Linked DNA regions of Triticum aestivum: region 1 is linked to region 2. Evidence: chromatin contacts called from public Hi-C data. All regions are on one chromosome and are shown on one strand. Each heading gives the region's core, a stretch centred on a gene start, on an enhancer-like site or on the middle of the called end of the contact. The rest is flanking DNA. Distances are from core to core; before and after follow the strand shown. Region 1 holds the start of LOC123123909 (ABC transporter G family member 3). Region 2 overlaps LOC123123908 (mediator of RNA polymerase II transcription subunit 13).

What was found. A called contact is a pair of places that touch in the nucleus more often than the background predicts.
Region 1: a contact with region 2 is called in a Hi-C map of leaf, with 3 times the contacts expected there. The contact joins the promoter of LOC123123909 here to the enhancer-like site in region 2. A contact is called at or near these places in 3 of 5 Hi-C or Micro-C datasets (leaf and an unstated tissue).

Annotation. Positions count from the first base shown.
Region 1 is chr5D:561,130,016-561,136,889 of IWGSC CS RefSeq v2.1, reverse strand. It overlaps LOC123123909 (ABC transporter G family member 3), which reads right to left and starts at 3,760. Exons shown (of 11, transcript XM_044544565.1): 1 at 2,868-3,760; 2 at 2,676-2,755; 3 at 1,539-1,825; 4 at 1,133-1,304; 5 at 576-689; 6 at 335-463; 7 at 1-142. The coding sequence starts at 3,336.
Region 2 is chr5D:561,065,283-561,072,652 of IWGSC CS RefSeq v2.1, reverse strand. It overlaps LOC123123908 (mediator of RNA polymerase II transcription subunit 13), which reads right to left. Exons shown (of 23, transcript XM_044544560.1): 19 at 7,149-7,227; 20 at 6,295-6,590; 21 at 4,108-5,149; 22 at 3,648-4,019; 23 at 2,446-3,361. The coding sequence ends at 2,766. Among protein-coding and RNA genes, the nearest start is that of LOC123123908, 16 kb to the right of the region's middle. Within about 2 kb of position 1,767, at least 1 of the 8 cell types and tissues checked has an H3K27ac peak or open chromatin away from gene starts, as enhancers often do.

The sequences.
Region 1 (6,874 bases), core at 2,511-5,010, 62 kb before region 2:
AGAGAGCAAGAAGCATATACAAGACAAGCCTGCTCCAGAAGTACTTCCAGTCTCTTGACATAATTAGCAATGATCTCCAAGTGAGAATTCCAATTCTCGCTGCATCCCTGGCTCTGCCTTTACTTTTCAAGTAAGGACCTTCCTGCATCACACCATGTAGACAATAGTTTATTCACTATCATGGATATTGCAGTGTCCTATTTCTCAATCTAACATGGTTGATTGTAGAATTCCTACTCTATGATCAGTGACAAGAATATTTGTATCAATTATGTTTTTGTTAAAGGTGGCCTGGATGACTTGTTAGTTGTTCCAGGGTGTAGAGCGGTAGTACCTTCTCAATCAATTTTGCAATCATCGATTCAACAGAGGCAGCTTCAGCCGATGATTTGTACGTTGCTTCTAGTGTCCGGATCGCCACAGCAGTGTCCATGCTCACAGATGAGAAATCCCCTTGATCATCCTGTTAATAACTATAGAAGTTTTTTTATCTCTCACAAAAAAAGTACATTTTCCAAAAAGTTCGGACTGAAGATAAAAATAAAAATTGATGTCAGAATAAAACCAAAAGATACCTGCAGATTCTTGCACATGGCTATGATTCTGTCAAAGTCGGTATTGATTGCCCTCAAGAAGTGGTCAGATGGACTTTGCATGATTGGACATGGAAACCCAGCATTTGAGAAGTGCTACAACAGAACAAGGCCAAGTAAGAGGAGTACAGAAAGCCATAGGGTGAGATATGGAAAACAGGGCCATCTACAACGGGAATAACGCTGCAGCAGGATCATACAAGAAAAGAGAAACTATTAACATGAATATAAAGTTTTTTAGAAGAAATATACGTGTGGATACTACTTTGCGCAGACTTATTTATTCCTAACAATGCAACTTGGGCATAGACAACGGGTGATTCAGTGGATGAAGCAAATAGCATCCCACTTGATTAACAACTGATGCGATCTTAGAGTAGCTAAAGACGACCCCTGTATCTCGTCTAACAAAATGAAGTTAACTCTGTCCGCATAACTGGATACCATCGTTTCACTCGTGGTAGATTTAAATTGGTAATGCATGTAAAATGTTCTTGAGCAGAGTTAAGAATTAATACTATAGAGGAACACTCATTCACCTGCAGGCAAGCCAATGTTTCCCCAAAGAAGAGGGTATTCCCATTTGAAAGCAAGCAAATCCGATCAAAAAGTCCAAAAACCTCCGTGCTGCTTTGATACATTGTGAAGATGACTGTGCACCCAGTGCTGGCAAGTTTCTTCAGTGTTACCATCAAGAGTAGTGCAGAAACACTGTATCAAAAGAAACAAAAAGAGAAGTTAGTTACGTGGTGCAATTTACTCTGTACCTGTACTACAATTTGCAAAGATACAAGCCATAAAGCAAGACCCATCCTACATGAACCACAGCAGCTTAAACCGACGTTTCTCTCTGATTGCAGGACAACCACACGCATACTCAACAGGTACTGTTTTTTTAGTAAGAATCCGAAGAGTTAAATAATAGTTATGGAGAAAAGGAATAACCTGTCAAGGTGATACAAAGGCTCATCGATGAACAAAACATGTGGCCTCATCACAAGCTCTCTTGCAATGCTGACCCGCCTCCTCTCGCCAGTCGGAAGCCTCTTCGTGAAGCAGTGTCCACCAATGAGTTTGTCAGCATAGTCACCTAACGACATGGCCGCGATAGCATCTTCCACAAATGACTTCTTTGATGAGAAGACGCCGGGGAGCTGCAAGAGCGCCGAATAGTACAGCATCTCCCGTACTGTGAGAGATTCGATTAGCACATCGTCCCGGTCAACATACCCCTACAAGCACTCCAAGGAACAGGACATAAACAATCCATGGTATGCAGTGCTAGCATCATCAGCAGCAAAATCAACATCTTATTTTTAGCAATGTAAACGTATGAACTGATGGAACAGTGGACAAATGAAGCGGCATAGATGGAAGTGGTTGGTCATAGATAATTCAGTTAAATTTGGTGGGGAACGATCAAATCGATCCCTGATAGGTGACACGAACTTGAAACGTCATCCTTTGAGCATACAGAGTACTTGTAAATGTGGTGTGTTATGCCACTAATGTCCATCAATCAATGAGATCTTAGTGCCAATATGATGGGCACTATTAGTTCACAGTAGTCTGAAGATTTTTGATTTAAGAGAACACACACACGCTTTTCATCAGACATGTGCATTTTTTTTTCAGGTGTGCATGGGCAAATTAAGTAGGTTCAGACTTGAAGCACCAGAATTGGGAGGCAGCAGAGTAGTAACTAGACTAGTAGTGGTCTGTGTGAGGAAGAAAGAGCTTACATATGATCCATATGGTGATAGGTAATTCGGTTGTTTGGTGTGACACGATCAAATCGATCACTTGCACCCGACGACACTAAACTTGAAACATGATGCTTTGAGCATGTGGAGTAGTGGTGAATGTGATAAGTGGCATCTCTAAATGGCCATCAAGCAGTGAGATTTGGCCGGTATGATAAGTGGCATTAGTTCACAGTAGTCTGAAGGTGTTTGATTTAACATAGGACACACACTCTCCTTTTCAGTAGGAGTGTCCGTTTTCTTTTTTCAGATGGGCAAATAGTTCCAGAGTCCAGACTTGAAACATCAAATTGTACATCAAATGGAAGAAAGAGCTTACATATGATCCATATGGCAAGGGTGACTTGACGCCATTGACGAAGACCTCGCCGTACATCCGCTCGGCGCCGCGCAGCCTCCCTGAGAGCAGAGCGGTTAGTGAGCTCAAATTCAGTCAGTCAGTCAATGGCAGCAGGGTGGAGCTCAAGTTGAGTCAATGGCAGCGACGGCGAGGCAAAGAATCTGTAATAACCTGATATGGCTCGGAGGAGGGTGGATTTGCCGGAGCGGGCGGGGCCCATGACGACGGTGAGGGTGCCGGGCAGCGCGTAGCCGCTGGAGCCCCTGACGACGCGTCCGGGGCGGCGGCCGTCCCGGACGGAGACGCTGAGCTCCTTCCAGACGAGCGCGGCGCCGGCCACCTTGCGCTCCCGGAATCCGGAGCCGGAGGCGGAGGGCCCGGGGAGAGAGGGGGACGGGGACGGGTAGGCGCTGCTGGCGGCGGAGGCGGAGGCGAGGTGGATGGAGGAGGAGGAGGAGTCGTGGGCGGCCCCGGCGGCGTCGACGGTGATGTCGTCCCCCCAGTCCGGCGAGTCCTCGAAGGAGACGGGCCGGCCCGGCCTCGGGAAGTAGTAGCGCCGCCCCGCGCCGCCGGCCGGGGCGGAGGGGCTGCCCGCCGAGGAGGAGCTCGAGCGGTACTGGTCCGACGACGTCGCCTCCATCGCCAATAAGATAGAGAGGGGGAGAGAGAGTGGAGATGAGTGGGAGTGGGAAATCTCTCTGCTCTGCTTGGCTTTGATTTGCTTCGCTCAAGTTGCTCTGGTCTGGAATCTAGGACGCCATTGCCGCTTTGGCTTTCGGCTTTGGGGCTCCCTTTTCGCTTTGTTTAAAGAGAGGATTTTCCTCTTTCCTCGGTGGTGCTCTGCTCGCTCTCTTTAATGGAGTGCTGCTCCTCTCTGCGGAAGAGAAAGGCGTCGAGCTAGCTGAGCTGAGCCGAGCTGAGCTGCAGGAGAGCAGAGCAAGAGCAGGAGTGGAGTGGGAGGGGAGAGAGTGAGGGTGAGCATGTGAGTGTGTGATGGCCCAGCTGGCAGAAATGGAGACGGACGGAGCCTCGGGAGGCGGGTAGCGGAGGAGTGGGGAGTGGAGTGGCGTAGAGCGGTTTGTAGAGTGGAGCAGTGTCGTCACGAGGACCGAGGAAGACGACGACGGAGGACAGACGGACAGGCGACGCGACTCTGGCCGTCTGGCGACAGCAACAGTAGAGAGAGGAGACTGGTGACCACTCCGCTTCGCTCACTCCCTCCCAAACAAGAAACAACACCAATACCACTACCACTACCCAACAAAACAATGAAGAAAATTACTCCACTCCACTCCTGATTAATTATTAGAAAACTGGTTTGTTGCAACTGACCGCAAACGGACGTCCGGTTTGGCGGTTTTTGTCCCTTTGGGGCGGCAATGGGTTCGCCCATGTCCGCGTTTGTCTGATGGGTTGTGGGTGCGCCCAACGCGCGGTCGCACCCAAAACATGTCCGGTATGGACGTGAATAAAAAAATATATAAAAACTAGAATGAAATGACTAAAAAAAGTACATGAACGCATTTAAAAAAACATAAAACATATATAGGGGTAACGGCCACAAAACGGCTTAGTTTCTCAATACACTTAAACGGCCCAGTTTAATAATTAACATAAAAACAAAATTAAAAAACGCCTCCCGCGCGCTCCTGCCGCGCCCGTCGATGCCGTGGCTGTCGCCGTCTTCACTGGCCGCCGGTGTCGTCGTCGCTGAGGTGGGCCGGCGGTGCGTGGTAGACGGGGGCGGGCTGGCCGGCGGGAGGTGCCTGCACCACCTCCTCCCGTGGCGACACCTCCCGCTCCGGTGACCGCGGCGGCGTGGGGCACCAGTTCACGCCCACGGCGTCGGCCATCTCCGGGCCGTGCACGACCAGCCCCACCCCTGGCCCACCAGGGCCGGGTGGAACGCGGCCACCGGCGGCTCCTCCACCACCTCCTCCTTCGGCACCATCTCCAGCTCGGGGATGGCGACCTCGCCGGCGGCGGAGCGGGCCAGCATCTCCTCAAGGCCCTCCCACTGGCGCTCATCGTGCGTGCGCATGGAGTCCTCCATGACGCGCGCAACGAGACGGGCCTCCTCCTCCTCCGTCATGCGAGGAGGTGGTGGTGGCGATGGAGATGGCGAAGGCGACGGCGTGGGTGTGACGCCGCGCACCCGCCTACGCCCGCGCTTCTGGGGAGAAGGCGCTGCGCGCTCCCGACGTGGCCGCCGCGGCCCCGTCGACATCCCGACGAAGAACGACGCGCGCCTGGTGTCGTGCTCGTCACGAAACCAGGTGTCCCAGAGCCCGGAGTCGGGGGCGTACCTAGCTTCGTAGAAGAGGTCGTCGGGGAGGAGGCGGCGGCGGCGCTCAATCTCCTCGTCGCGCGCACGGCCGCTCGTCGGGACTGGCGGGATCGGGACCCGGTCGGCGGAGAGATGCCAGTTATTGGGGAGGTGGACGTCGCTCCAGGGGAGCGGCGTCCTCGTCTCCCAATAACGGCGGCACACCGACGCGCGGATGTAATGCCGGTCGCGCTTGCTGGCGGACGTGGGCGCGATGGAGAACGCGGGCGGCGTGGGGCCCGGCGTGGTGGCGATGACGACGCGGGCTCCTCCTTCTTCACCGAGCCGCGGCAGCGTCCCGACGAGGAGCCAGCCTCGCGGTCGTGCTTGCCTTTGCGGCCGTAGTTCCATAGCCCCATGGCTGCGGGCGGCCGGCCGGCGAGTTCTTGGCTAGGGTTTGGGATTGGGGCTGTCGGGTTTCGAGGAGGCCGCGGGGTGGCGTGGGGCAGTGTGGAGGACGAGCGGTCCACGGTTCCCACTTAAAGAAGGACGGCGACCTTTCGATGTGCGGATGACAGGTGGGGCCGCCCGCTCGTGCGCATTGATGTGGGCGGGTGGGAGGTAGGTGGCCGCCTGCCACGCGGCCCCGACGCGGACGAGGCGCGCGTCCGTTTTACCCCAAAACGACGCGGACGAGGCAAGTTTGCGCTCGAAATGGGTCGGCCCGGACAGAAAACGGACAAGATGGGTCCGGGCCGTCGCGCGCTGGGCCGCCTCGTTTGTCCCTTTTACCCCAAACGGACGGGACCGGACAGGATGGGGTCGTGCGGTGGAGTTGGCCTGAGTAGGAGGAAGAGTTTCCATCTCTTCTTTTGCATAGGACTTTTTCTTTTCCCCTTTGCTTTTGATCTTGTATGTCTATGTGTGAGGGAAAAGAATTCAGTTCAAACGTGGGCGGCAAAAGGGAGAAAGGGTCACACAAAAGAAAAGAAGCTTCTAAGTTAACTTCTCCCCTTCTTTCCTTCCTTCACACTCAAAGTGTACAAGAGCGAGAGATTCCAACGGCTGCCAAGTCTACTTTTTTTTTTCTTTTGAAAACCGAGGTAAGAGATTTGCCTCGTTTGTTGATTAAGGAGAAGTACTACTGACGGTTATTACATAGGAGCAGTACAGAGCTTAATTCATAGGACATCTGACGGTTATTACATAAACCAATTACTCTCGAGGTATGGTGTTGCTCGAGTGTCTGGCGCACGCCGTCACCCAGATTAAGCCTAGCCGCGTCACCCTCACCCAGATTGGGACGCCATGGTCAGTCGGTGATCAATGTTGGGTCTCGCCATGTTGAGCCACCAACGCTGACGGGAGCGCTTTGACGCCCATCAATCCACCAAGCTAAGCCAGTCTTCGACAAATCTCCAAACACGCAACTTGAGTCTACATTTGTAGAACAGGTGTGATGTCGTCTCGTTGGCGCTCTTGCAAACCGCACCTCCACCGACGACGTCAACGGCCACGCAGAGGCGGCGGACAACAACCACTAACGACCAGGAGGCGGATAAAGTAGGGCGTAGGAGACGGCCGCCCACTCTGGATAAGTATAGACAAATGAAAATCCAAATGTTTATAAAGAAAAATGTCGTGTCTACTTCAATTTTGTTTGGCTCTTATGAAAAATAGTGTTCGTGGATGCGCCCAAACGCCGCCTGCGGATGGATAGTGTGTCCGATGTACGGAACGACGTCGCAGATGCCTCGTAGTAATTCTGTTTGGAACCAGTAGAATTTGAGTGCCTTGTTCACTACGTAGTGTGTTCCTCATTAGCAGTGTACTCGCTCGTTTTTGAGGTTTTCATACAAGCCAGCCACAAGTACTACTCCTCATGGGAAAATATCTAGTGATACCATCCTTC
Region 2 (7,370 bases), core at 518-3,017:
CGTCAAGGACTTTCGTTGTGGAGTGCATGTTTGCATTGGCTGGCCCAGCTCCAAACAAGACAAGAGCTGCATCTACACTGCACTCAGCTGTGCTCATGCATGGTCACATGGCACAGTCGAGCAACAAGCTTCACTTGGCTGCCGTGCAGTCCAATCTACTGTAGGATAGATAGATAGATGCATCCTATCCTATGTACTTACTACCCACGGTCTGTCTTGTCTTACCTGACGTGACGAGCCAAAAAACGACGTGTGAAATACTTACCGTCTTGTATCTTGACACGGAGGGAAGGGAGTCCTGTGTTGGTGTACAGCACACTACTTGGTTACAAGGAAGGAAGGAATTGCATCGCCACCTTGCAATTGCTGGCAAGGAAATTTTACTTGCATACAAAGGCAAAAATAAAAATAAAAAGATGCTTCAATTTCTATCTAGGCTTGCACATGTCGGTGGGGTTCTTCTTTTCTTAGGGATCGATGTGTGCGTACAATTCCATCTACATCTACATACATCCGTGCGCATTTCTTCTTTCCTACGGTAATGTAATGTACCCAAGACTTGGGGAAGAGATATCGATAGTGCCCAGCCGTGGCTCGGGGAAGAAGAAGCAGCAGCAGCAGCAGCAGCTAGAGATTTCTCCAGAGCGCCTTTCATAATTTTTTTAAGGCCGTCGGGCCAAACACTGAGTCTCTGAACCATAGCCTCTATAGGTTTTTTTTTTTAATTGCATTTGCTTGAAGTTTGATGATGATGGATTTGCTCTGTAATCTGTGTCTGCCAACCTCCCCATTCCCCAGATATCATCTCGACTATTCTATTCTTGAAGTTTTTAAATTAAATTGTATCATGAAATGAATGAATGCTCTGCTACTGCTTTGATCATCTCGACTAGTATTCTATTCTTGTGTCATCCTGCTCTACTGGCAGCTTCTACGGCCAGATTCAGATGAGTATAAAAAGCATAAAACCACCACAATTGCGGTGTCATCAACAGTTTACCACCAATTTTTAAAATTAGACAAAAAAACACCGCACACAACACTAAACTTTTACAGAACACACTAGCCAGCACTAAACAATCTTCAATCTACTAAGAGTAATTGCATAAATAAATAAATAATCGCCCAAACCACACGCATGTGTGAAGTGCAGATCTCCATGACAGCCACATGCAGGTGTGCATCAAGTACATTCCTCCATTTGTACTCCAGCGCCAGCAGCAGATCAGGTGTGATAATCTATGTATAACCATTGCAGTGCAGTGTCACTTACACCGTGGACTTGTCAAGTGCCTGTTTCCATTGGCCGACCCAGCTCCAAGAGGACAAAGAGAAAGGCTGGATCTAGCCAAACTGTAAATTTCAAAAAAAAAAAAATTGAAAAAATCCATGGTTTTTTTTGTCGTAAACTTTGACAAATGTTTTGTGTGCTTGTAAAAGTTTATCATGAAAGGACATTCATGTAAGTCATTACAAAAAAAGAACAAAAATGCTATTTTTGAAAGCATTTTGGTGTGTTGATCTTGTCTTTTTACCATGACTTCCACGAATGCATTTCTTGATAAAAAAATTCCATCATACAAAATATTTGTCAAAGTTTGCCACACACAAAAATTATTCAATTTTACTGGTCATCTAAACTCATTTTGAGCTCGGGAGTAGAAAAAGGACTTTCACACTCACACCGACAAGATGGTCCCTCAACAAACTTCACTTGGCTGCAGTACAACAAACCAAGGATGCATCCAACCAGTGTGTGCTAGTGACAAACCAAGGACCACCCACTGCCTATCTGGTAAGGCTTGCATGCATACAGTTGTACCTGACCTGACCAGCCAAGAAGGCATGTGAAATACTATGTGCTTGGTTTATAAGAAAGCTGCAACATGCGTATGTATGTATGTACCAACAGCTTGCAATTGCTGCCAAGGAAATTTTACTTACACGGCCAGGCAGTAAAAAAGAAGATCTTATGTGTTTCTCAGCTCCAATTCTAGGTTAATTAGCCCTTAAGGACAAGATGCGGTTGAGCTAAGCTCGAGCTCATGTGAACTCTAGTGAACAGTAAAATCAATAAATCAATAAATAAATAACAGATTCAAAAATTCTGAATAGGTTGTTTATATAACAAAATTGACAAATGTTTTCATAGCCTGTAAAGTTTCGATGACATTCACGGAAAACATGGCAAAACAAACAAAATCGATGCTCCAAAAGTGTTATTTTCTGAAGCAATTTGGAGCATCGCTTTTCAGAAGCACTGGAAAGGGGTATTACCGGGACAAAAGAAAGAAAAGAGAAGCTTCTCATCTTAAGTTCTTAACGGATTTCTCCCTGCCCTCCTTCATTCACACTCGAGGAGCTAGAGTGAGTTAGTGAGAGATTCCAGTAGCTCCTGCAGCTGCCACTTACTTAGGGCATCTCCAACGCCTTAACACGCAAAAATTGAAAAATAAAGGTGTCAGCAGCAACATGAAACCTCAAGCCGATGAACGACAAATACGACTGAGTTACCTTCTACAATGTTACAACGATTACATTCCAGGGAGAGGTATTGCTATTACACACATCCTCAACCCAAGAAATTAGCACTCTTGCTATCAAAGCAAAACCGGGCTAGGCCAGCTCATCAACGCACTCTTCACCTGCCTACCTACCTAATCTAGATACAACAGAGACAGACACTTAGGTTTAAGCAGCATCTAGCCCTTGTAAAACAAACAGCTATAGTTTCGATCATGCGAATTAGCGATCACCTCTCTAAGCTAGCTAACATCTCCCTTGTCTGTTGGCTGAGAGAGATGTCGATCGGCGTAGTGGAGAAGTCTCCTCAACCTCAGAACCATATCACAGTGGAAGGGGAGCGCGCTGCGCCTTTCCATGTACACCGGGCTCACTGTCATCCACGAAAGGGCGTGGAGCTCGGCAGCCACCGCTTCCAGCACATTGTGCATGTCAGTTACGTAATCACGGGCTGATGTTTCATGCCTTGCAGCCTGCTTGCTCCCTCTGCTCATCTTGTCTTGGACAGTGCCTCCGTAGTAATCGACAATGCTAACAGAGAGAACCGAGTGCCTGCTGTCCTCCTTGGTGGGTTGCTTTCTTACTGGTGGGACAGCTTTGGAGACGACATAACCCATTGCCAAGGGAGTTGCTGTCCCTTTGCTGTGCAATAGGTGGGCAAGTGGTGGGGATTCCGATGTAAGGCAAGTTGGAAGCTGTAGTGTTGCAGGGGAAAGATATCGCATACTTGGTGATGGAACCAGAAGATACGATGCAGACATTGACCCTATGGATTTGACTGGGGCAAACCCGTCTAAGTAACTAGATGCCCCAGTGCTGCTGCTTTGATTCCCTTCACCTGTAAGAGACGGGAAAGGAACATTAGTAAATAGTAATGACACTGTCCTTAACTATGGATGGATTTCCTTAAAAGCATGATCCTTTACTTGACAAATAATCATATAAATCCCCACATTAGTAATGACACTTAGCCCGATCAAGATTCAAAACAGATAATCATGAATGTATTTGTATCCTTTAGTGATGATCATTTACTTTATAAATCCCCACATTAAATAAAGTACTCACTTGTAGGTGGAGATAATAATAACATGCAGTAACATACACAGACAGACAGTACTTACCAGAAGTAGGCCTTGTCGCCAGCAGATCCGCTTGGCATGCAAGATGCAGTGAGCTATCTTGCGAAACTGCAACCAAACTGATGCTACGAACTAAGTGCAGTGAACCCCTTGAACCTTCGATTCCAGTTTGTTCCGCTAGGATCTGCTTTTTGTTGCCTGGCTGACCTTTCGTGAAGCTAGATTTTGGATGGGGGCTGTATAACGTACTTGGTGAGGAAGGCATGTTTCTGTCCTGGATTAAGCCCATATCTTGTTGCTCGAGTGTTGGTCCATTAGAATTTGACGGAATACCATCAGGTATAGATCGCCGTAGCTGCACAGGCCACTTCTTTACCTCGTTGCCACCAAAAGAGTATATTGCCTTTTGCCATTCTGCATAAACAATTCATTGACATTACAAACACATAGATATGGCCTATCAAGTGAAAAATACAGAGTTAATGATCAAATTGATTAGTACCCTGGATTTCAAGTTCAAGGAAACCTCCAATACGGGTTATTACTACATCTCTTGATCTCATATTGCTAGCCTCTGGTGAAGACGACATTATTTGACAACCCTGCTGCAGAATTTGAATGAATAGGCTTTGGAGAACTGTAGTGTCTTGGCGGCTACTAATACCACCAAAAGGAAATATTAAGCTGTCTAATAACTCTCCTCTAGAATCTGTCCAGATGCATACTAACCATCGCCAGTCCTCAGTCCAGCCATAACAGCAATGAAGACTCATAGCACTGTCATTCTCAGACCCTTCAAGTAGCGGGCTTGCTCCACTATCAGTGCCACCTGAAATTGAGCTGTAAACCCTGCTGCTACTTGCATCAACTCCAAATCTTGAAGATTCCATTGTATCATTGTAATCAACAGCCCCAGGCTCTGCCAGAATGAAAAGAGGCTCAAAGGCATACTTCCTGTCATCTTGAGCGCATAATTCTGGGATTTTGCTTGGATCAGGCAATCCTACAGCACGGCCAGGTTGCCATGAGTTGTCCCATGATACTGACCTCATGGATGCATCAAACTCTGTTTCTCTAGAGAGAGTTTGTCCAGACATCCGAGGAGCTAGACATTCTTTCCAAAGGGTAGGACCAGGAGATGCAGTATGCATCATCGCCGACTGAGACCTACTCATATAAGTAGGTGACTGGAACATGTCACTCGTAGAAACAAACCGTGGGATCCGTCGAGCCTTATTGTACACAGTGAAAGCTATGTCCTTGAAGGCAGCAAGCTCATTTGGTTTATGGAGTCTCAGTAAAGTTTCAACAGTAACAATCTGCAAGACAAGCTTCGGTATACTGAACCCAGAGAGCATTACAACATTGGATGCTGATGCTTCATCAGCAGAAGCACTGCTGTTTAGAGCTTTGGCGACCTGAGCATATAGGAATGATTTCCTTTCTCTCTCTGATGATAAGATAGACCCAAGGGCAACAGAACTTTCTACCAGTGTCTGTAGGACTGCAGATGGTTCAGGAAATGGGCAGACCACATAAACTACCTGCATACATAATGGACCATGGGTGTTAAAATAGATTAGCATTGTGATTTGGGGGGAAATACCAACTCAAAGTTTTTTTTTGTGGCACAGCACTGCTCCAGGCAAAGCATGAAAGAAATATCAATTCATCCACCTAGAGGCCATCATGCATATAACTGAATGATTAGAAGTCCCGAGCATGTGATCTTTTTTTTGTAAATACAAGTGAATAGAAATGAACGATTGGATCATTTCTGCATCCAAAAACTTAAAAATTGAGTTAATATATACTCCCTCCGTTCCTAAATACAAGTCTTAGAGATTCCACTACAAACTACATACGGATGTATATAGACATATTTTAGAGTGTAGATTCACCCATTTTACTCCGTATGTACTCCCTCCGTTCTAAAATAGATGACTCAACTTTATACTAACTTTAGTACAAAGTTAGTACAAAGTTGGGTCATCTATTTTGGAACGGAGGGAATAGTCCATAGTGAAATCTCTAAAAAGACTTATATTTAGGAACGGAGGGAGTATCTCCAAAAGAATTGGTGACGTATATATGTGAAGTGTACTGCAATGGTGGCATTTATTAGTAACAAGTGCAGAAAAATAATGGCGTCCTACAAAAGTTGTCATAAGAGGAAACAAATAATGGTATATACCATGACAAGAGCCTCAGTTGGATCAAGAAAATAGGAAAGTTGTATTTGGACAGAATGGGAATGACAGAAGCAACATGTCTACAAAGTAACAAATCATATACTGCCTATGTAACTTAATATAAGACGTTTTTGACACTGTCGTCTTACAAAAAGTTACAGAGGTAGTACAAAACAACAATGATAAGTAAATTATCATATCTGATTAAATAAACATCCTACAATAAGTTGACTACTAATATGTATTTCTCGTTTGCCAATTCCTTTTGTACAAGTATGTATTAAAATATTTATTTCAGTGGGCTTCTCTGCGCTCATAAAAAAGAAGAGGAAAAATAAATACTGATCAGAGAAGAGCAAATAATGAGAAGAATACATGACTATAAACCATGCAGAGTATCATCACAGAACAATACAAGAAGTGAGATATGCGGCTATTGTTTTGTAAGTCCCTTGGATCAAAGAAGTGGAGAAGGAAGAAAAGGTAAAAGGCCTTACAGTGCAAGGTATGTTACTGCTCTCTTTCTGATTTGTTGAAATGTTCAAATTAAGCTTTATCTCCTTGATTATCCTTGCCAGAGATGATAAAAAACTTTTCACACTCCAACTTTTTGAAAGAGCCTGAAAGTATTCAGTTACTGAACTGATAGAAACTGAGTGGCTGCCACTAGACTTCAATTGATCAGGGCACTCAACGAGAACAAGTCCTGAAGGCTGGTATTTTCCAGGAGATTGTTCTATTTGCCCCCCACTGTGTTGTGGCGAATGAGTACCCAGTTTGCAAACTTCATAAACTGTAAGAATGCAAAATAGATAAAAGTAAAGAACAAACTTTGAAACACAATGAATTAGAATAATTATATGGAGATTATGAGATTGCTAAACTATGACTAATTGACAAGTCACCCCAGTAATGACAAAACATTGTTATATTATTTTGGATGTTTATATCTATTACAATGTTGTGATCAAATAGAGCAAAATCAATTATATTGCATCCATGAAGCCATATAATTTGTTCAAGTGTTATCTTAAAAGCATAATGACTGGCTGTAAATATTGCCTCTGAATGAAACATATAGCTTGCACAAATAGTAAATACAAAGGTAGGAAAGGTGGCATTAGGCCTAAAACTCTATACATGTCTCATTGTCATACAGCCAACACAGTGAACCAATGATGTTCATTGGATTCATAGACACTTTGCAGGCACAAGTGTAGAAAATAATCAATAGCTATCAAGATTTTAAGTTTATGAATTTGAGTCCTACCTTACTGATCAACATTAATTACCGCTAATTAGCACTGATCATTGCTAGCTATAGAGAAGAAGCATTGTTATAGACACTTACTTGTTCCAAGCTGCATGAAAAAATCAGTGGCTGCAGAAGTAAGCATATCAATATCGGGGCACAGTGCATAGTAAGTAACCTGAAAGAGCGGACAAATGAGAAATTTATGAATCCCAAAACTGTAAAACTCTTTCCAGAGTAACCAAAACAAAGAAACATGTAGTAATCTAGATTCAAGAATGACTACAGAACTTAGGGCCATTTTGCAGGTGTGTTGTGTTG